Linked DNA regions of Mus musculus: regions 2, 3, 4 and 5 are each linked to region 1. The links are chromatin contacts, called in public promoter capture Hi-C maps. All regions are on one chromosome and are shown on one strand. Each heading gives the region's core, a stretch centred on a gene start, on an enhancer-like site or on the middle of the called end of the contact. The rest is flanking DNA. Distances are from core to core; before and after follow the strand shown. Region 1 holds the start of Tmem35b (transmembrane protein 35B). Region 2 holds the start of Mtf1 (metal response element binding transcription factor 1). Region 3 holds the start of Yrdc (yrdC domain containing (E.coli)). Region 4 holds the start of S100pbp (S100P binding protein). Region 5 holds the start of Meaf6 (MYST/Esa1-associated factor 6).

Region 1 (3,690 bases), core at 742-3,241:
TATCATCCCCAGGAGAGCCCAGTTGCCCCCTTACCCATCATGAGTAGGATCAAGAGCACGTTACTGATCTCCTGTAGCACAGGTGGACCCACGACCAGCAGCAACCCAGCCAGCAGTTCCAGCCATCCCACAGCTGTCTGGTAGCTTATAGGGTCTGGCTGGTAGCCGAACACCTTCAATGGAAACACCTCAGCAAACTGCTCGAACAAGGCTCTCTACGAGTGGTAGGGAACGCCTGTCAGTACTACTTATCAGAAAATGCAGTGCCTGAAGGCACCACCGAGACCTCCTCTGCCTATAACCGGCTCCCTTAACAAAACTGCTACAAGTAGTTTAAGAGCCCGGTAAGGAGGGGCTGACCTTGACCTATAGGGCTGGCTTTTGGAATTAGGAACAGACGTGCCCGTGTGAAAAAGGGCTTCAGGTGTAGTCGGTTTTATGTCCTAACCAGACCTCTCCATAGATGATAACCCAGCTCAAATCCCAGAAGAAGGGAGCAGGGCTTGGCTTTCCCATCTAGGGCCAGGGCCTAGGAAGGGCTACAGATTCTCTTTGTGCCAGGTCTAGTTTCTCTTCTCTCTGAATATCTGCAGGTGGGATGGATAGACTCCTTAGAGAATGACTGACACTTTCCATCTTCTATGCAGGTCCTGATTCTACTGTGGCAGACACAAGGAACAGCTGAGGGGGTGTAACACACCCTACTCAGACCCTTCCCTGGGCCTGCTCCACCCTCAGGACTGTTTCCTGTGGTCCAACAGCAGCCCTGCCTGTCCTACTCTGGCTTCCAAGGAGGGAGCTCCATACTGTCACCTACAGAGCTGCTCCAGAACCCCACAGCTGAATTGAAAGGGGGAAAAAAAGCACGGATTTTAAATTTACACTTTTATGCTGGGCTACAGTGACAGCTATCCTGGAGTGTATGTGGTCCAAGGGCCGCACATGAGACACACCTGCAGAGAGTTTAAGCTGTTTGGCTTTTACCATATCTATCCTAAAGAACCCACCATCTTAGGGAAGAAGAAAGAAGAAAAGAGGAGGAGGAGGGGAGGAGAGGAGGGGAAGAAGAAAGAGGAAAGGAAGAAGAAAAAAGGAGGAAGGGAGGAGAGGAGGAGGAGGAAAAGGAGAAGAAAATCGTAGTAGTACCCAGGCTTGGGAGGTGGCAACAGGGGTCTTCCACAGAGCCTGGCTTCTCTGAGGGTCTGGAAACTGCTGGTAGACCCTCTCGGGATAAGGAACTACAGTCAGTGACTTCTATGCTTCTGTCCCAGGCTGCGTGGGACACTGAGGAGTCTAGTTAGATTGGTCTACTTTGAGCCTTGCTTGAATAGCTGTGTAATGTTTTGGTAAATTACATTTTACCATCATGACTAGTTTCAAGCTTAAAAAAGATTTCTAAGGTAGGTAAGCCGTTAATCCCAGTAGTCTGGAGGTTGGGGTAGGTGGATCTCTGCAAGTTCGAGGCCAGCCACTACACTGAGTGAGCTCCGGGCCAGCCAGCCAGAGGGACACATTCAGAAGACCAGCTCAAACAAACAAACAAAAACCAAATAAAGTAAAATTCTGCCTCCCCAACCTGGAACAATGGGTTGGTGGATGTGGGGTGGAGAGGGGTGCTAGGTCACTTTTTCACTTTGTCTTCCTGGACCTCCTGAGTCCCATCACTTCTCCAACTCTAAATCGGCCTGGGGACAACATGCTCAGCCAGCAGTTAAGTCCCGTGCCCTCCCACCTGGAGAAGGTGTAGAAAATAGGAGGAAAGGCCCAGGCGGCCTCGAGCCCGAAGGCATGAAGCCCCCGGGAACCGAGCACACACTGTCCTTCCCCGGGTGCCGCTCACCATCTGTTGTGACACGGGGGCCGAGACCTGAAAGAGCTTGGCAGCCCCGGTGAGCGCGAAGAAGACGCCAAGCAGAACCCGCAACACGCCTACCCTGAACGACATAGCAGCGCCCGCCTTCCTGGACGACTCTTCCTCCCTACCGGAAGACTACAGTCGGTCCGGCCCGCCCACCCGGTTACGCCCAACTTTCAGCCCCGCCCACTGATGGCCACCTCCGCTAAGACCCGCCCACTGAGGCCTTTCCTTACAGGCTGTACTCATTGTGGAGGGTGCGGAGTATCGGGTGTGTGTCCACGCGATCTGGCCTTCAAACCCACCCGTGCTAGAGGAATCTGACACCACCCAACTCCCTGAGTGTCTCTGGGTCTGCAGCTGTATGGAAGTTGCACAATGGCCTTCAGAAAGTTACTAGAAAATCAGTGAACCCTACAATTAATGAGCAATAAAGCAGTAACTGTAAGTTTTTCTGGTCCACCTATGCCTAAAATACCTGCCCCTCCCATTGCTCAACCAAAAGAAAAATGAGAAAGATATTTAAAGAATCCCTTACTTGGTTGCACTGGCAAACAGAGGACCAATTTTTTCCGGTTGTCGAGTTTTTTAACACACACCCATAAGGAAAATAATAACATTCTAGAAATGATTAAGCAATGTTCAAGGAATTTTCACAACAATTGAAAATTATATAAAACTAACACCTCGGGGTACAAGGGTGAAAGTGTTGACCTGCATCCATTTGTATACCATCTATGGCTGAGCCACTGAATACTATCTGACCTTTCATGAAAGCTGGCTACTGCCACGCATGATGTGCCTGTAATTCCCCAACTAGTGAGGATAAGGCCTGAGGACTGCCCAGAGTTGAATGAACTTCACAGCAAGAACTAGGCTAGTGAGGACTATATCGCAAAGGCCAGTCTCAAAATAAAATAAAATAAAATAATTCCCAAGCCCTGGTCTATGGGTCCAAAAGAAGCCCTATGGTCTCAAACCCTCCCACTGTTCATGCTTACTGGCCACGTACTTGGATCTGCTTCCATCTACATAACTCTCGGAGGGCTGGCGATATGGCTGGTGACTAAAACTGCTCATGTTTTTAAAGTGCACATGCCTACTTGGTCATGCAGGAAGGTACTGGTTGCTGGCCTAACTTAACTCTGTTTTGTCACTTTTTTTCCCCTGAGTCACTTTCTCCTGTGATAGATAACCTTGGAAAGACAAAACTCACCCAAAAGCATAATGACAGTGAAGAAGCAAAGCCAGCTCCAAGCAGCAGCGAGTCTGGCAGAGCAGACCAGGCCTTAAATGGGGCAAATGCCACAGTGATGAGGCTAAAACCAAACTGCTCCCTAAAGTGGGAACCATTTGCAAAACTAGAACTGAAAGAACCATCAATCAGACGACTGTCCTTACCAAGAAGTCCGACTGTCAGGCGCCCAACCCTCCACTGTTCCCTTTTCCTGTGATATTTCAGAGTCCCAGTTAGTCCTTCAAACTAAGGTGGCATTGTGTCCCAGCAGTCAGGAAGCAGAGGTAGTCAGATCTCTGAGTTCTAAGCTAGCCTGGTTGACATGAGTTCCAGGATAGCTAGGGCTATACAGAGAGGCCCTGTCTCAAACAAAACAAAACAAAAACTGCTGAGGTGGGTGGGGTCAATGAATCACAATTTGTTCTTCCCAGCCCAGTCTTGCTCTGCCCTTCACTGCTCACCTCTAACTGGTGTACTGGGACAAGTGGGTTGGCCTGGTCTCTTGGGGAACTCCGTAAACAAGACATTTCCTCTTGAAACTTCAAGAACAATCACCAACATAAAGGCTACATTTTCTCCCTTGTGTTATTAAAATTAC
Region 2 (3,690 bases), core at 382-2,881, 2.3 Mb after region 1:
TTCTGAGTTCAAGGCCAGCCTGGTCTACAGAGTGAGTTCCAGGACAGCCAGGGCTAAACAGAGAAACCCAGTCTCAAAAGAATCAAACACACATACTCAATCACACAGAGGCAAACCAAAGCAAAAAAAAAAAATTATGTTCCTTGGAAATACTTAAAATCTGACACAATCAGTCACTGACAAGGAAAAAGCAAATCTTTTTTTTTCCCCCAAAAAATTCAAAGTTGGCATTCACAAGACCTTCTACTGTCACATACTTTAAAGATGGATCTATGAAGCTAAGGAGGATAAAAGAGCAAACAGGTGGCTGTTTAAAGAAAGAGTGGCTACAAACCTTCAGTGAGGTGCTCCCGTCCCAATGCCCTCCCTCCCCGCAAACACACCGTGAGGCAGTGCCACGGCCTCATGTAGTTGGTGGTGCAGAAACAACACTCTGAACATAACCACCTCCAAACCCTCCTTTTGCCCTTTACTGCTTGGACAACCTATCCGTGCCTGCTTTTCTACAGTGGGACCAGGGCTTCCTGTTTCATACAGAAAGAGAAACTGCAGGTAAAGAAAAAGGGTGGCTTCCTTCTGTCATTTCTAGAACACATCAGGTGGAGGGGCTAAACCCTAATAAGGAGTAGCTGATGCAAATCACTTTAATTATTTATATCGTAAAACATGATCTGGACCAGAGAGTACACTTGTACAGAGTGACTAGGCTTTCTGACCCGAAAGGCTGACTTAACATAAGCAATACTGACACGAGCAGCTCAGGAAATATCAGCAAAATGAATGACAGACATGCAGACGGTCTCTTTTTGAAGATAGCCTCTTGAGGAAATTACCAAATTTGAAGCTTTCATGGTCTGGAATGGTGATTCCTCCTTCACCCGAAAACACACAGGTTCTACAAATGTGGGTTTGGCAGACACAAAAGGAGAATTTAAAATAACCAGCACATCACTTAGTTCTCAACCTGGTTCTGCACTTTCTCTTCAGCTCAAGAGTCGGCAAAGTGAGCCTTTACTAGCCGGAGTGACAAGCAGGCGAGGTAGTTACCAGGCACAGGTCAAGGGATCTAATCTGAGAGGAACCAGCCCGAACCTTTGCTTACGCAACCCCAGAAATACACGTTTCTCGGTGTCTGAGAGGAGAGATAAGAGACCCGGTGGGCTGCCCCGGGAAACGCAGAGACCAACTTTCTGTAACAAGACCAGGAGGTGTGAGGGTGGCCGAGGACTGCGAACCCAGCACCTCTGAGAGACTAGCATGAGGACCCTGACCGGGAAAGCACCCCTAGTCCAGGGCTACAGAGAAAAACCCCGAGGCAGTCTGGGGGCTACGAGCTGGGCTAAGAGGGGCAGGGTCCGGGTCTCCATGGAAACAGAGAAGGGGGGCTGGATACCCATCCCCATGGAAACGGAGGAGGGGTGGGGTCCCTCGGGTGAGTGGAATGAAGTCTCAGCCGGGAATGGCTACGGCAGGGAGCCCCAGTCCCGCACCCCCCGGATAGTTCCAGCCCCAGCCGAGTCCAGCCTCTGCTTTTACCTCCGCGGCTCCCGGCAACGGCGGCAGCAGCAGCTTCTCCCCTCCCAAGCGGCACCATGATTGCCCCCACCTGTCCCTAGCGTCACTTCCGCTTCCGCTTTCCGGAGGAAGGAGAGGCCCGGGGAGCCCTGGGCCTGCTGCTGTTCGTGATTGGCTTCTACTCTCCAGGGGGCTGAGACCGCGCCTCTCCCCAGCGGGCTGTGGGCGGAGCGAGTGGAGTCTGGCGCTCCGGTGCCGCACCGGGAAGCTGACCATAGAGAGCGGGCTGTTTCGAGCGCGGGAGGATACGCGACATCAGCGGTGAAGTCGAGGTGTTCTCAGCCCCAGCTGCGTCCACAGCTGCAGCAAGAAGGCTGCAGTCAGCCGCCGCCTTCCAGATGCGTAGGCCAGCCCACGGCATCCCTCTCCTCGCCCCACTGTACCCACGCAGCATAGTTCACCTGGCTGAGGCTCCCCCCCAGGACCGGAACGCTGAGCAGAGCCCTCCAGAAACTTCTCGTTCTCACGCGCCCGCGGGAGCTAGCGGTTCCAACCTTCCTTAAGGAGGGTTTTTGCTCTAGAAAGGGTCAGCGCCACCTACTGGCCAGTCCCCTGTCAGCTCTTAACACTTATCCTACCCACCCTTGAAATCCACTCGGTGGTAGCAATATTTCAAAGCCCAAGAAGATACTTTTCTCGTGTTTCTATTATATTCCTGTATATGTAATTTTTAGACTCTCACATAAGCTAATGCTTATTTACCCCATGAACGACTTCTCTCGAATGTTTACGTTGGAGCAGTGCTCTTAGAGGCTAGATCAGGGTTCAGGCCCAAACTGCTGTGCCATTCCCTCTGAGTAAGGTTGAATAAGTGACTCTGGCGCACCAGCATGCCACAGATCAGCTGCTCTGTTCTTAAGCCACAAAGGACTAGCTGCCAGGAACTACCATCTCTTGAGAGAGGAGGATTGGGGAAGAGAAGACCAACTGACTGCTCTGACCTTAGAGTTCTTTTGAAACCAGAACCCACATTAGATGGCTCACATCCAGCTTCAGAGAGATCTGAGCCTCTGGCCTCTCCTAGCACATTCACACATGCATGTACCACCACCACCACACACATACACATAACTAAAAAAAGAGAGAACCATAGTCACCATTAAAAATACATTTTCATTAAAATATATTACATATATGAGAGGTGCTGCATTATATACAGTTGGGAGGACTGAATATCCTACAAAATCCCACTTGTTTCACCAGAACCCCCTTTCTTCAGTGCTCTTGGGGGCGACTGAGAGGCCTTGGAGTTGAGCAGAAAGGGAACAGGTGCCCTATGCATGAACATGTTTGCGGCTTGGACAGTGGAAGCATCTGGATGGCTAAAAGTTGTTTATCCAGGAACCTCTAAGCAGAGTCCTGCCGCCCCAAGCCATTCTCCTTCAGGGACTTCAGTTAGTCCAAGTATCTGACCATGAGATGCTCAGTACGGGATATGGGGAACTCACTGACTGCATGTCCTGGAGGCTGGCTGAATAAGGCAAAGTACAGTTACTTAAAACTTTTAAATAAAAATGAATAGGGAGCTATTTGTGTTAAATAACTAGAGTTGAATGTGGAACGTCAGTTCTACTATGGTGGATTGCCCCCATGTCTTCACAAGTCAGCATGGGTGTGCTAGCCAATGGCATGGAGAAGGGGCAGGTCTAGGCTCAGGTAGAAGAAACAGGTGGCTGCCATTCTTCCAGCAGCCTCAGACCAGCTTAAGGCAGTTCTTGAGCTGAAACAGGTGGGGCTGACAATTGTGGCTGCCTTAAGGAAAACAGGAGAGGAGTAGTGAGGCTCAGAGTGGACCGCAGAGGAACTGGTGAATAAACTCTTGGGCCTTCTTCTTTTCCGCCATGTCAAGCTTTTGGTGACGAGCTGGGTTCCGGAGCAGTAAGCTGCCAAATATGCTAGCTGTGCATGACAGAAACAGAAAATACCACTTAGCAACTGGGACACGGGGGTGATTAGGAGAGAGAACAGACTACCTCAAGCACTCTGTGTTAAAGGCAGGGCCTGGGTGCCTTGAACTCAGGGGCTCCACCTGCCTCTTCCTCCTGAGACTGGGATTAAGGCATGTACCTCTATGCCCAGGTAGTTCCTTCCTGAAAGCACAAACAACTGGGGGGT
Region 3 (3,690 bases), core at 324-2,823, 2.3 Mb after region 1:
ACACACACGCGCGCGCGCGCAAAACAGCAATGTACATAAAATAAAAATAAATCATTAAAAAAAAGTAAGTGTCCCTAAATAACTAAGGCTGACTGAGATTTTCTTACCCTAGCCTCCTTGTCCTGGCCTTACAAGTACACCACCTGCCCCCTTCCAAGATTCATTCGGATACCCTCCTCTAACCAACACCAAATGGGTAACCTTCTCACCCATGCACCAAAGGCCCAAATTTCTGCCAGGCAATCCCATTACAGTGTTAGCCTTGTTGATTTTAAGGAAACAGCAGTTTAACCTGCTGGGGCCAATTCTCACCTCAACACTCAGAGAACTGGCCTGGGAGCTGAGGTTGGCACTAGTGAGTGCAAGTGGTCCCCCAAACATCTGGGCCAAGTCCAGCATGAAGGCATGGTCAGGAATCCGGATGCCAACAAGCTGGGAAGCAAGAAAAGAGAACGTGAGGAAGACATCGAGGGCTTGCAAGCGTCTGATTTAGATCGCAGGAAAAGGGAAAACTCTTGACTCACACGAGTAAAGGGGTTCAGGTCTTTGTTGAGCTCCTCGGAGCGCTCCATCACCAGGGTCACAGGGCCTGGGAACAGGTCTTCCAGGAGCTCCCTAGGTACTCTCACCTGACAGTACCTGCAGGCAAAGGAGCACAAATCCTCTCCAAATCACCCTGATGGACCTTTCCTGGGGACTTAAGGCAGATGCTGGAGAGGGGTCCCCTTCGCGTGTATAATGAACGAGATCTACCTGACTCTCTACTCCCTCTTCCTCGGAGTTCTGGCAGAAGACAGACTCCACAGAGTACCCTGGGCTTTAAGTCTATCCGCCTGTCTTGGGGGACAAAACCACAGCGCCGTGGCACGTGGATACAATCTCAATCCGTTTAATCATCTGGAAGGCGTTACCCCGAAACGGGCCTCCCCTCCGCCCATCACAAGGGCACCGGGAGAAGAGTGCCATGCTCGCCTAACTCAGCTTCTCGACCGACTGTCTAGAGCGGATCTTGGCGAGCCGTCAGCGCTCCCGACCAATCTCCAGTTCCGGATTCCTCCTCGGGGAGCAAGGACAAGCCCCTCCCGCGCTCGGCGGACGCCGCGGTCTCCCGAGGCTGTCACCGGAAACCCCTCCCGCGGGGCCGCCCCCAGCGGGGCCGCCTCACCTGTAGACGTCGGCCACGCGGCCCAGGCACACGGCCAGCGGCTTGGCCTCGCTGCGGCCTTTGAGGCGGTACACGCAACTCAGGGCCGCCGAGCTGCTCGCCGAGCAGGCCAGGCCGTAGAGCGTGTCGGTCGGGACCGCCACCACGGCGCCGGCGCGCAGCTCGGCCACGGCGGCCCGCAGCGCCTCGGTCCAGCCGGAGCGCTCGGGGCTCGCGGCTTCCACGGGCTCGCTCTCCGGAAGCCGCAGCAGCCGGGCCCCCGGCAGCGCCGGAGCGGGCTCAGGAGGGCGTAGGAGGCGGCAGCCGCGGCCAGAACTAGCCGGCCCGTCGCTCAACCCCATGCCGGCCGCCACGGCGGCCCTCAGCCCCGCGCACGGACGCGCCGTAGACATCCGTGCCGAGCCGCTTCCGGGAGGAAGTGACGCACGGACGCAACTTCCGGCCCGCGAGGCTCGGCCCCGCCTCCGCTCCCGGCCGCTTAAAGGGACCGCGACCCCCAGGCGACTTGAAGGAGAACGGTGGGGACGGGGCGGGGCTCGGCTTAGCGGACTCCTCGCGCGGCGCGGGGGGCGGACTGCGGAGGGGTGGTGAGCGGGTGGCACGGGCGGCGATGGAGTGGGGTCCCGGCGCAGGCTGGTCACGGGGGTGAGAGCGGGCCGGCGGGGCGGTGGGTTGGGGCCGCGACCTCGCGCCGCCTAGCGCCGGGCCCTGACGCCGTCTCTCTCCCGGGCAGGGAGGCTGCCGGCGTGGACCGTGGGAAGGCGGGGTTGGGGCTCGGCGGGAGGCCACCCCCGCAGCCGCCCCGAGATGAACGCGCCCAGCAGCTGCTGGACGCCGTGGAGCAGCGGCAGCGGCAGCTTCTGGACACCATCGCCGCCTGTGAGGAGATGCTGCGGCAGCTGGGCCGCCGGCGCCCAGAACCGGCTGGTGGCGGGGTCAGTGCCCAGTGCCCTCTCCGGGCTGGACCTGGGGAGGTGGGCGCTTCCCACTCACTGCACTGGTCTAGCTCGCGCTCCCCACCCCCACCCCGCTCCAAAGGAGGCAGGTGGAAGAGCATCCCCACCGCTTAACTTCCTTTGATCTGAGCGAGGTTTTGAAAAAGCATGGTACTGTCGAGATGCCAAGTGGCCTTATTCTTGTGGGGCCTAACTTAAGGCCTTTCCTCCGGGCTCATCCCCCCTCCCCCCTTTTCTGTTCCAACTAGAACGGTTCAGCCAAGTCTGGAGCGCCGCCCCAGCCATCTGTATCGGCCAGAGGTGGCCTTCCAAAGGATGCTGGCGATGGAGCCTCGGAGTCTTGATCATACCCTAGCCGGGCACCCTGACTTCTGTCCCTTTCCAGGGCCAGTGGCTGGACTGTGACCAACTCCCTTCACTAAAAGGGGCCAGTCTTCACGGGCAGTTGCTGGTACTTGGCCCTCAGCCTGGGATGGCAACTCTACTAGCAGCTGGGTTCACTCCCACGTCGTCCTGGCTGAAGGCAGTACTGTGCTTTGAAATGGAGCCAACAAACATCCAGTCTTGAGTACTCGGATTCAGGAAGCCAGCAGTGCTGGCCAGAGTGGTCTGGCCTGCTTTGGGGGTTCCAGGTGGTATTACATGTTCATTTCATGCTTTGGGGGCTCTCAGCCCCACAAAACACTTGAGCAGAGTCTTGATTAAAAGGAAATCTGCAGACCCTGGTGACTGACCTTTCTTTTCTGTCCCTCCAAGACTTGATGGCTGGGAGTGGGAAGAGAGTGTCAACCAGGGACAGGGATGGGAAGTAATGCCACATGTACTACCAGATTTAAATAAGCATTTAATTAAGATTTCATTAGTATTTAATATTGCTTTTTCAATTCCAAAAAGTTAAATTTTCACTTCATAGCAGATATTTTAAAGTACAATATTAAGTTTATACAAAATGAGCAATTAAGCAAACACTATTATTTCACATTCTTCAAAAATACAAATTCGTATTTATTCTTTTTAGGGGTTGGAGGTTTCTTCCTTTGGAAGTACTGAACCTGTAACGTTTTCATATCGCTCAGTGGAAGTCCGTTGTTCCCATGTTTTACATTTAAAATAAACTTGGTACTTTTACATAATTCAAATAAAACTATTTGGGACTTAAAAACTTGTCACCAAGACCACTGGCCAATGATTAGTTTGTGTTAGAAAAGAGTTTGTGGCCTTTTCTGGCTAGATCTGAGCCAGGCAACCAGAAAAGCCCGTTTTCCAGCCACCTTCCCCAAACTGCAACAGGGAATTCCCAGGAAAAGGGACTAGCTACCTGGGACTCCAACCTCAGTGACATTTTCTCCAAAGCACAACCAAAGATGCAGGCTGTTGACTCACACAGCCCTTGGGAAGCCTGAGAACACCCGCGGCAAGGGCGGGCAAGCCCCTGACTTGGCACCTCGAGGGACACGGGGATACTACAATAAACACCCCAGATTTTGGTGGAAAAAAGTTTTATGAAAACATTACCTGTTTAAAAAAAAAAAAAGTAGAAATTGCATTGAATTGAGAAAGTGACATGAC
Region 4 (3,690 bases), core at 779-3,278, 2.1 Mb before region 1:
CTAGGCATCAGACCCACCCAGGAGTGGTATACACTTAGGGACAGAAAGCAGATCAGTACTTGGGGGACAAGGATGAGTTAACTCTTAATATAGCTAATGGTACAAGGTTTTCTTTTTCTCTTTTTCTTTCTGTTTTTTCCACTGAGGGTCTTATGAAGCCCATGATGACCTTAACTTCAGCTATGTCACCGAAAGTGTCCTTAAATTCTGGATCTTCTTGCTTCCACTTCCTACATGCTGGGATTACAGCGTGTGCTCAGGTTGGTTCACATTTTTCTAGGGGTCGGGGGAGTTGGGAATAAAAATATTCTAGAACTTTAACCTTGTGGGTATACAAGAACTGACTAAAATGTACCCTTCGAAGAGGTGAATGAATGTTCTTAGTGACAGGGTCTCTGTATAGAGCTCTACCTAGCCAGGAACTCATTATGTAAACAAGGCTGGCCTCCAAATTGCAGCCACCCCCCTGTCTCTGACTCTCAGGTATTAAGATTACAGGTAGCATGTACCACCACACCCAGGATAGGTAAATTTAAAAAAAAAAATAGCTTGGTGGTGCAACCGCCCTTAGCGTAATTCTAGTCCAGTCTTTATCTGGCTTGTAAAACAAAGTTTACAAGCCCCTCATGACTTGGCTCCTACCTGTCTCTCCTTAGAGAACATGTCAAAGGACAGCAATAGGTTCTGTGGAGGAACATCAGAGGCACGGGCAGGCAGGGATGGAAACGGTTCTGTTGGCAGGGAGTTGTGGTGGCCGAGCAGTACTGTGCTTGCTTTATTCCATTTAAATCAGTGTCCTTGGACAAAGGGTGTGTGAGGGCACTGAAGGCTGAGTCCAGGGCCTTACTCATGCTTTACCACGGAGCTGAGCCTAGCCTTCTCCCTGTTCTACAATATTCTTGCTTCCCCTTGGGTCTTCCCTGTCTGAAATGCAGTTCTCAGCGCCCGCGTGTACACAACACACACACACACACACACACACACACACACGCCAGAAGAGGACGTCAGATCCCCTGATACAGGCCGTACCGAATAACCTGACATGGGTGCTGGGAACTGAAAACGGGTCTTCTGTAAGAGCAGTACTTTCTTTCCATTTCAGAGCCATCTCTTCGGCCAGCTCGCCCCTTATTTCTTTTCAGAACTTCAGTCATAGGAACTTTCAGTACGTGTTTTATTTGGGTTATAGGTCCTTTTAAATTTCCGGTTCTCTCCGCCAGAGTCCTGGAAAGACATGGCCCTGACTCCCTAGAGCCTAGCAGTGCTCCCGGCATGGAATAGGATGGGTGGAATGAGGTTCCCAGCCCCAGGAATGGCTGGAGCACAAGCTACGTGCACACAAAGGGTGAGCCCACTGGAGTTTCTCTTGCACCCTGAGAATGGCTGCTTGACTGATCAACTAGCAGAGAGGGCCGTAGAGCCGCCCAGGCGCGGAGACCGCGGCCCCACTCGTTTAGGGATTGGCATCGGGAATCATGGGACTTCAAATTCTCGGTACCCAACGGCGCATCCCAACCCCCCACCAAGGCCTGACCTGCAGGTTCCGGGTGATAAGATGCAGCTTCTCCTCAGGGCTTGGAGCATCACCCATGGCTCCGCTGTCTCTGTTTCCCGCGCTCAGCCGGCACCCGCGCCCTTTCCTCGTTCGCCGTCGTCTCCGCGTGCCGGGAACTGTCACGCTAGTCCCGTCGGGTTGCATCAGCTGAGCTCGTCGCTCCGCTTGCTAGGCCTAGATTCTGTCTGTCCCCTCCTCTCCCCGAGCATCCCCGAGTCAGGAGCAGCAGAGAGTCGAAAGAATCGATGAAACAGGAAGGGGCGGAACCATCCAAAAAAAAAAAAACCAAAACAGTGTAGGTGGAGCTGGGGGGCGGGGTTAGGAAGGCCGCCCATGACGCACCCTCTCAGGGGCGGGGCGGTTTCCTGCCAATCACTGCTTGCTTGCCCTCCCCCTGGTGTTGGCCCCGCTGCCTCGGGGTGGGGGAGGTCGTGAAGGGGGCGATAAAATGGCGCAGGGGGCGGAGTGAGGTGCTGCCGCTCGCCCAGGCTTTTGGCCCGGCTTCCGGAGGTGAAGAGCGGGCGGGACGTAAGGGTCGGCGCCCGTCGTCTAGGCGAGGGGTCGGGGGGGAGGGGGCGGGCCGCCTGTTGCTTCTCCACAGGGCCGCGTTCTTCGTCTTGCCCCCGTGAGGAGTAGGGAAGCTCGTCTCGCTGAGGGAAGGGCTGCTTCTCGCGCCAGAGGTGATGGCGGGCGGGGAGGTTGTCCCTGCCCCCCACCTCCACATCCGTGGGCGAGTGACGCCCCTCATCCCGCTGAGGAAAAGGGAGCTGTCAGGTCCTCGGGCCGCCGGCCCTGCCAGTGGGGGCGGGGGGGGGGGTCTTCCTCTCCCGGTGCCTGCCTTCCCCGCGGGAGGCTGTTGCTAGGGAGAGCGGGGATGGCGGGCTTCCCGCGGGGCGTCGTGGCGGGAGAGGGCGACCCACTCCGGGCGACCGCGGGCCGCAGCCTGCCGAGATGTGGCAGTCAGCGTCTGTCCCCTGAGGTCGGGTGCCCTGGCGGAGCCCGCGGGGGGACCTGGGTCGCCCCTGGGGGGAGGGGCGCGGAGGGAACACGCGCTCCTCCCGCTATCCGCGGGGAGGCGAGGACTCGCTCTCCCGAGTGGGAGGAGGAGGGAAGTGCAGAGGCCCTGGGCGCGGCGGGCGGGCGGGTAGTGTTCCCGACGGGGAGGCCCGCGGGCATCCTCGCAAGGTATCCCTGGGCCACCGTTGCTGGGTTTCATCCAGGGCCGCAGGGAATGCTGCAGACACCTAAGGTGAGCCCTTCTTCAGAGGGCCACCAAATGAGGACGGAGTTCACCGGCTGCCCTCATTTTTTGTTTTTTGTCCTCCCCCCCCCACCCCCCCGTGGTTGTTAAGAGCCCCAGGCTTTAATAGACTATTCTTGTAAAAGAAACCTGTTGCTTCAGTTTAGAAAAATCTGCTGCCTGGGCCTGTGTGGGAATTCTTGGCTCCCTAGTCTGGGGGAATTGTTACCTAAAGCAGAGATTTCCAGACCGGTTATCTTTCCATTTTACCTTGTTTGCAGTTAGCCCAGAGGGAGTTGCAAATTCTTTCAGATAGTCAGTTCCCTTTGTTAAAAAAAAAAATTTTGGGAGGGGCTCATTTTGATGATACACCCTTTTTTGGTGGATGCTGTCTGCTTCACGGGTAGTGTATTTTGTTTAGGAGAGGTTGGAAATCAAAGGCCAATGAGGAGTACCCCTCCACCCCCTTTTGCAAAATCCTTGCTTTTGGTCCTGCATATCAGACCCAGTTGGGTAGTGGTTTTGGTTTTAGAGTCCTGAACTAGGTAGGATGTGTAGTATACATTTGGCATTGGCGTTTTACTGTCCTGAATAGAATGAGGCTTTGTGCACGAAGCCAATAGGCAATAGGTTTTTTGAGGTAAGATAAAAATAGATGGGGGAACCAGTTTCTGAGGTTGCAACCAGGAGGTTAGAGAACAGAGAGGGGGTGGTACACTAAAGTGTGAAGACGGGGGTGGACAGGTGAGGGAAGTAGAAGGACAGAATAGGGTCACACAGAGATGTGGAGCAGAATTAAGAGAATTTAGAAATAGGAAAATATTCCTCCCTGAAAAATAAGCGTCCATGTTTGAAAGATTTACCAGGCAAGTGCCAAGAATGGCAGGTGATGTAG
Region 5 (3,690 bases), core at 589-3,088, 2.0 Mb after region 1:
CATGCACATTCTCATCTCAGTTTTCCTACAGATTTGAAAAATTCCTCACAAGCGTAGGCATTTTTATACAATCGCATGACTGAGCTGACAGTGGTAACAATGAACTTGGAGGTAGAACAAAGATCGTAATGGCACAGCGTGGCTGATGAAAATGTGGAAGACAGTTCGGTCACAGGCTGTACTTCACTTACACCCACACATCCCTGCACCATGGGCCCTATTTTCTTTCATCACAAATACTGGCTTCCCCAAGGTTTCTCCGTGAGCCGTCAGAGTACAAGTTCAAGCTTAGACCCCATTCCACACTACGGCTCTACCATCTCCTTGCAGAGTAAATGCCAAAAGCAAATGTCCCAAGCTGGACATGACAGTCCATACCTTTAAATCTATCAGTCAGAAGTCAGAGGGAGAAAGAGCTATGTGATCTGTGAATCCGAGGCCAGCCTGCTTTACTTAGTGAGTTCCAGGCTAACCAGGGCTACATAGTAAGACCATGTTTTAAATCAAAACAAAAATCCTGCAGCCAAATATTAGTAGAGGATAAAATGGAGAGATACTATTAGATTTTTTTTTCTTCCAGACAGGGTTTCTCTGTATAGCCCTGGCTGTCCTGGAACTTACTCTGTTGACCAGGCTGGCCTCGAACTCAGAAATCTACCTGCCTCTGCTTCCCAAGTGCTGGGATTAAAGGCGTGCACCACCAGTGCTCAGCTAATACTACTAGATTTTGACACTCACTTTTGATTGGTCAAATACCGATCCCAGCCACGGATAATATTGCCATACATCTGAGTGTCTTCCAGGTAGCTTCCTTCAAAAGCATATATCTGTCTCTCCAAGTTTGCAAGTGTTTCCTAGGTGATGAAAACAGGGACAGGGAAAAACAAGCATTAAGCAAACTGAAATTCCGTCACAGACTTGTAAAGTCAAGCTTACCCACAATGAACCATTTCTGTGGAAGTGTAGGGGTGATGGACCCCTTTATAAATAGAATGAAATGTATAGTCTATCCTCAGAAAATGCACACACATGCAAGATTTTGCATCTACTTCAGAGGCAAAACCTAGCTGTCACGAGCAGGGATGAGACAGACCGTGAGCTGTCTCCATTCTCACTCACTAAATGTGTTGCTACCAGCAGCGAGAAGGGTGAACAGCTTTTCAAAAGCATCTCTTCTACATCAACTGCTTCCTCCCTGCTAGCTCTGGAAGGGCCGCCCGCAGTGGATGCCGGTTGCTATGGAAACCTGGAAGGGCAGCTTCAGGTGAGCTTTGCCTCCCGGATGCTCGCCGTAAAAGGCGGGAGCCTACAGGGCAGTCAGCAGGGTGCCGGCGGCTCCTGGTGCGCGTCACCAATCCAAATTCCCTAGGCTGCGTCTTGGGTCTCCCGCCAGCCCCGTTCCTTGGCATCCTCAAATACACCACATTCCCCGGCCATTGAAACGCGCCGCCCATGGAATCCATCGTGCATCTTCTCCAGGCCGGGGTCTAGCCGCCTCCTTTCCAACCGCTAACCCGACCTGAGCGTCGTCCCCGCCTCCTGCCTCTCGCCCTTCCCGCGCCCTCACCGCCCCGCCCCGCCCCACTGAGCGCAGGCCGGGAACCGCGCCGCCGCAGGGAACCGCGCCGCGCCCGGCCGCCCAGAGCGCCCAGACCCTGGCTGCCCGCCGTCCTCGCCTCCGGAGCTGCCTGCGAGGCCAAGTGGGGACGGCGTCCAGGCCTCGGCCACTCACCGCCAGCTCCTGCTTCCGCTTAACCAGCTCGGCCAGCTCCCGCCGGGTGTCTGGGATCTGCGGCGGCGCCGTCTTGTTGTGCATCGCCATGTTGGGCTCAAGCGGCGGCGGAGGCGGCGGCGCGCGACCAGTAGGCGGACCCTGCGCACTGTCGCCGCTGGCCGCCAGGGGGCGCGACCCCCCACACCGCGCCTGCGCGCGCGGCTTCCGGGGAAGCTGGCCGGCTCAGCGCGCGAAAGCCGGCGCGGAGAGGCGCTTGTACGTGTGGGACCTTCCTTGCTGCTCCACTGTGGGCCTCTGAGCTTAACAGACACCCACAGACATTCACTACATCGAGAACCCAGCTGCAGCATAGGCCTGTTGAGTATTCCATATGTCTCCCGGCAGACGAGGTCCTTGCAACACCACCCAACTGCAGGTGGAAAACCTGAGCAAGGTTCCGCCCACCAACCGGGTTGCAGAGAAGATCCCCAAACCAACATCTTGCTGGGTTTAGCACAGGCAAGCAGATCTCCTGTTGTACGTGGTTTGCCGGAGGGGAAGGATTATGAAAGAATTAGCTTCTATCTTCAGATCCAGAACTGTATCCAGGCTGGTATTGAACAGAAACAGACCGTGAGTTTATCGTCCTGCCTCTGCCTTCCCACTGCTGGGATTCCATGTGTTGAGCATGCCCGCTGTTAATAGGTGCTGGGGATGGATCTCAGGACAGACGAAGCAAGCACTCTACAGGTACACCCTGAGCCCACCTCTGCATTCTCAGTGCTCAGCAACGTCACTCGTAGTTTAGGTGGCGTTCTTTGCCCCCATGGGTGGATGTCCTTGGGTTTCTATGCCCTAGATGTATATTGTTCAACAGGTATGAGAAATTCTCAATTTTCTAAAACTCCTCTTGCCTAATTTTCTCTCTCACAAACCTCTTCACTAATCTCTTGTTCCTCTCCAGTAGTACATGCCTATAATTCTAGCACCCAAGAGGCCGCGGTAAAAGAAGCAGGAAGGTCAAGGTACTACATAGTATTTGGGCCAGTAAGACTATATAAGACAGTTTCACCACCACCCCCCAAAAAAGAAAGTCAAGGCTGTAGATGAAACTCAGTTGGTAAAATATCTGCCTAAGCCCAAGCTTGCACAAATCCCTGAATTTGAGTCTAGCATCTCTTCCTTTCCTGCCAGCCTGGCCCACAGAAGAACCTCCCAGGGCCAGGCATGGTGGCACATGTCTTTATTCCCAGCACTCAGGGGACTCGAAGACAGACAGGACAGCTGTTTTGAGGGGGAAAAAATCAAGATGAGCCTCAACTACACAGAGAATTTGAGGCTAGCCTAGGCTCAAAAAAATAACAATCAGACCTTGGAAATTTTCTTTTTATGTCTATGAGTGTTTTGCCTGCATGTATGTCTCTGTACCATATGCATGCAATTCCCAAGAAGACCAGAAGACATCAGATCCTCCTGGGACTGGAGGAATAGTTGTAAGCTGCCATGTGGGTGCTGGAGATTGAACCAGGGTCCTGGGGGAGAGCTCTGATCCATCCTCTCTCCAGCTTTTCCCCCTGCCCCGTTTTAATGACTGAGTCCCAATTTGAGATGCCCATATATTTATAGGTGTGAGATCATCCAATGGAAAGTGATCAACCTACCAGGGCCCACACCTTAAAGCTGACTCTTCCCCCACAGGAGTCACCCACTGTTGATAGCTTCTTAGCTAGGGATGGAGGCTTGGGCACCTCTCTCTCCTACATGCTGCCAAGATGACTGGCTTGATCTTAGGCCAGTCTTTTGTAAGCAGCTACAGCTGCTGGGCTCCTGAATACAGCAGCCCTGACCTGTCCATGTGGAGAAGGCACTGCTCACCTCATTCCTCCCCGACCTCTGGCTCTGGCCGTCTGAAATGGCCCCTAAGCCTTAGGGTGGTGGTCATGGTAAACATGTCGCCTTTGTGGCTCAGCATCCTT

The links. Promoter capture Hi-C pulls out the DNA fragments that hold promoters and counts their contacts. Capture Hi-C pulls out chosen DNA fragments and counts their contacts.
Region 2: a contact with region 1 is called in a promoter capture Hi-C map of pre-B cells, with 5 times the contacts expected there. The contact joins the promoter of Mtf1 here to the promoter of Tmem35b in region 1.
Region 3: a promoter capture Hi-C map of liver shows a contact between it and region 1, with 2.5 times the contacts expected there. The contact joins the promoter of Yrdc here to the promoter of Tmem35b in region 1. A contact is called at or near these places in 2 of 39 promoter capture datasets (both in liver) and 1 of 9 other capture datasets (liver).
Region 4: a promoter capture Hi-C map of hippocampal neurons shows a contact between it and region 1, with 5 times the contacts expected there. The contact joins the promoter of S100pbp here to the promoter of Tmem35b in region 1. A contact is called at or near these places in 3 of 39 promoter capture datasets (cranial neural crest, hippocampal neurons and pre-B cells).
Region 5: a promoter capture Hi-C map of liver shows a contact between it and region 1, with 5 times the contacts expected there. The contact joins the promoter of Meaf6 here to the promoter of Tmem35b in region 1. A contact is called at or near these places in 3 of 39 promoter capture datasets (liver and pre-B cells).

Annotation. Positions count from the first base shown.
Region 1 is chr4:127,124,344-127,128,033 of GRCm38.p6, reverse strand. Tmem35b (transmembrane protein 35B) reads right to left here and starts at 1,991. Exons shown (of 3, transcript NM_001099319.2): 1 at 1,841-1,991; 2 at 35-215. The coding sequence starts at 1,945. It overlaps Zmym6 (zinc finger, MYM-type 6), which reads right to left. Exons shown (of 14, transcript NM_001285885.1): 14 at 3,660-3,690.
Region 2 is chr4:124,800,490-124,804,179 of GRCm38.p6, reverse strand. It overlaps Mtf1 (metal response element binding transcription factor 1), which reads right to left and starts at 1,631. Exons shown (of 11, transcript NM_008636.4): 1 at 1,537-1,631. It overlaps Inpp5b (inositol polyphosphate-5-phosphatase B), which reads right to left. Exons shown (of 24, transcript NM_008385.4): 24 at 2,669-3,474. The coding sequence ends at 3,359.
Region 3 is chr4:124,848,642-124,852,331 of GRCm38.p6, reverse strand. It overlaps Yrdc (yrdC domain containing (E.coli)), which reads right to left and starts at 1,573. Exons shown (of 5, transcript NM_153566.2): 1 at 1,166-1,573; 2 at 525-639; 3 at 313-432. The coding sequence starts at 1,557. It overlaps Mtf1 (metal response element binding transcription factor 1), which reads right to left. Exons shown (of 11, transcript NM_008636.4): 11 at 2,532-3,690. It overlaps 1110065P20Rik (RIKEN cDNA 1110065P20 gene), which reads left to right and starts at 1,768. Exons shown (of 3, transcript NM_001347196.1): 1 at 1,768-1,810; 2 at 1,899-2,100; 3 at 2,370-2,847. The coding sequence starts at 1,776. The coding sequence ends at 2,465.
Region 4 is chr4:129,187,917-129,191,606 of GRCm38.p6, reverse strand. S100pbp (S100P binding protein) reads left to right here and starts at 2,028. Exons shown (of 7, transcript NM_001379590.1): 1 at 2,028-2,065. Yars (tyrosyl-tRNA synthetase) reads right to left here and starts at 1,704. Exons shown (of 13, transcript NM_134151.5): 1 at 1,535-1,704. The coding sequence starts at 1,591.
Region 5 is chr4:125,083,309-125,086,998 of GRCm38.p6, reverse strand. Meaf6 (MYST/Esa1-associated factor 6) reads right to left here and starts at 1,838. Exons shown (of 8, transcript NM_001374123.1): 1 at 1,733-1,838; 2 at 739-854. The coding sequence starts at 1,822.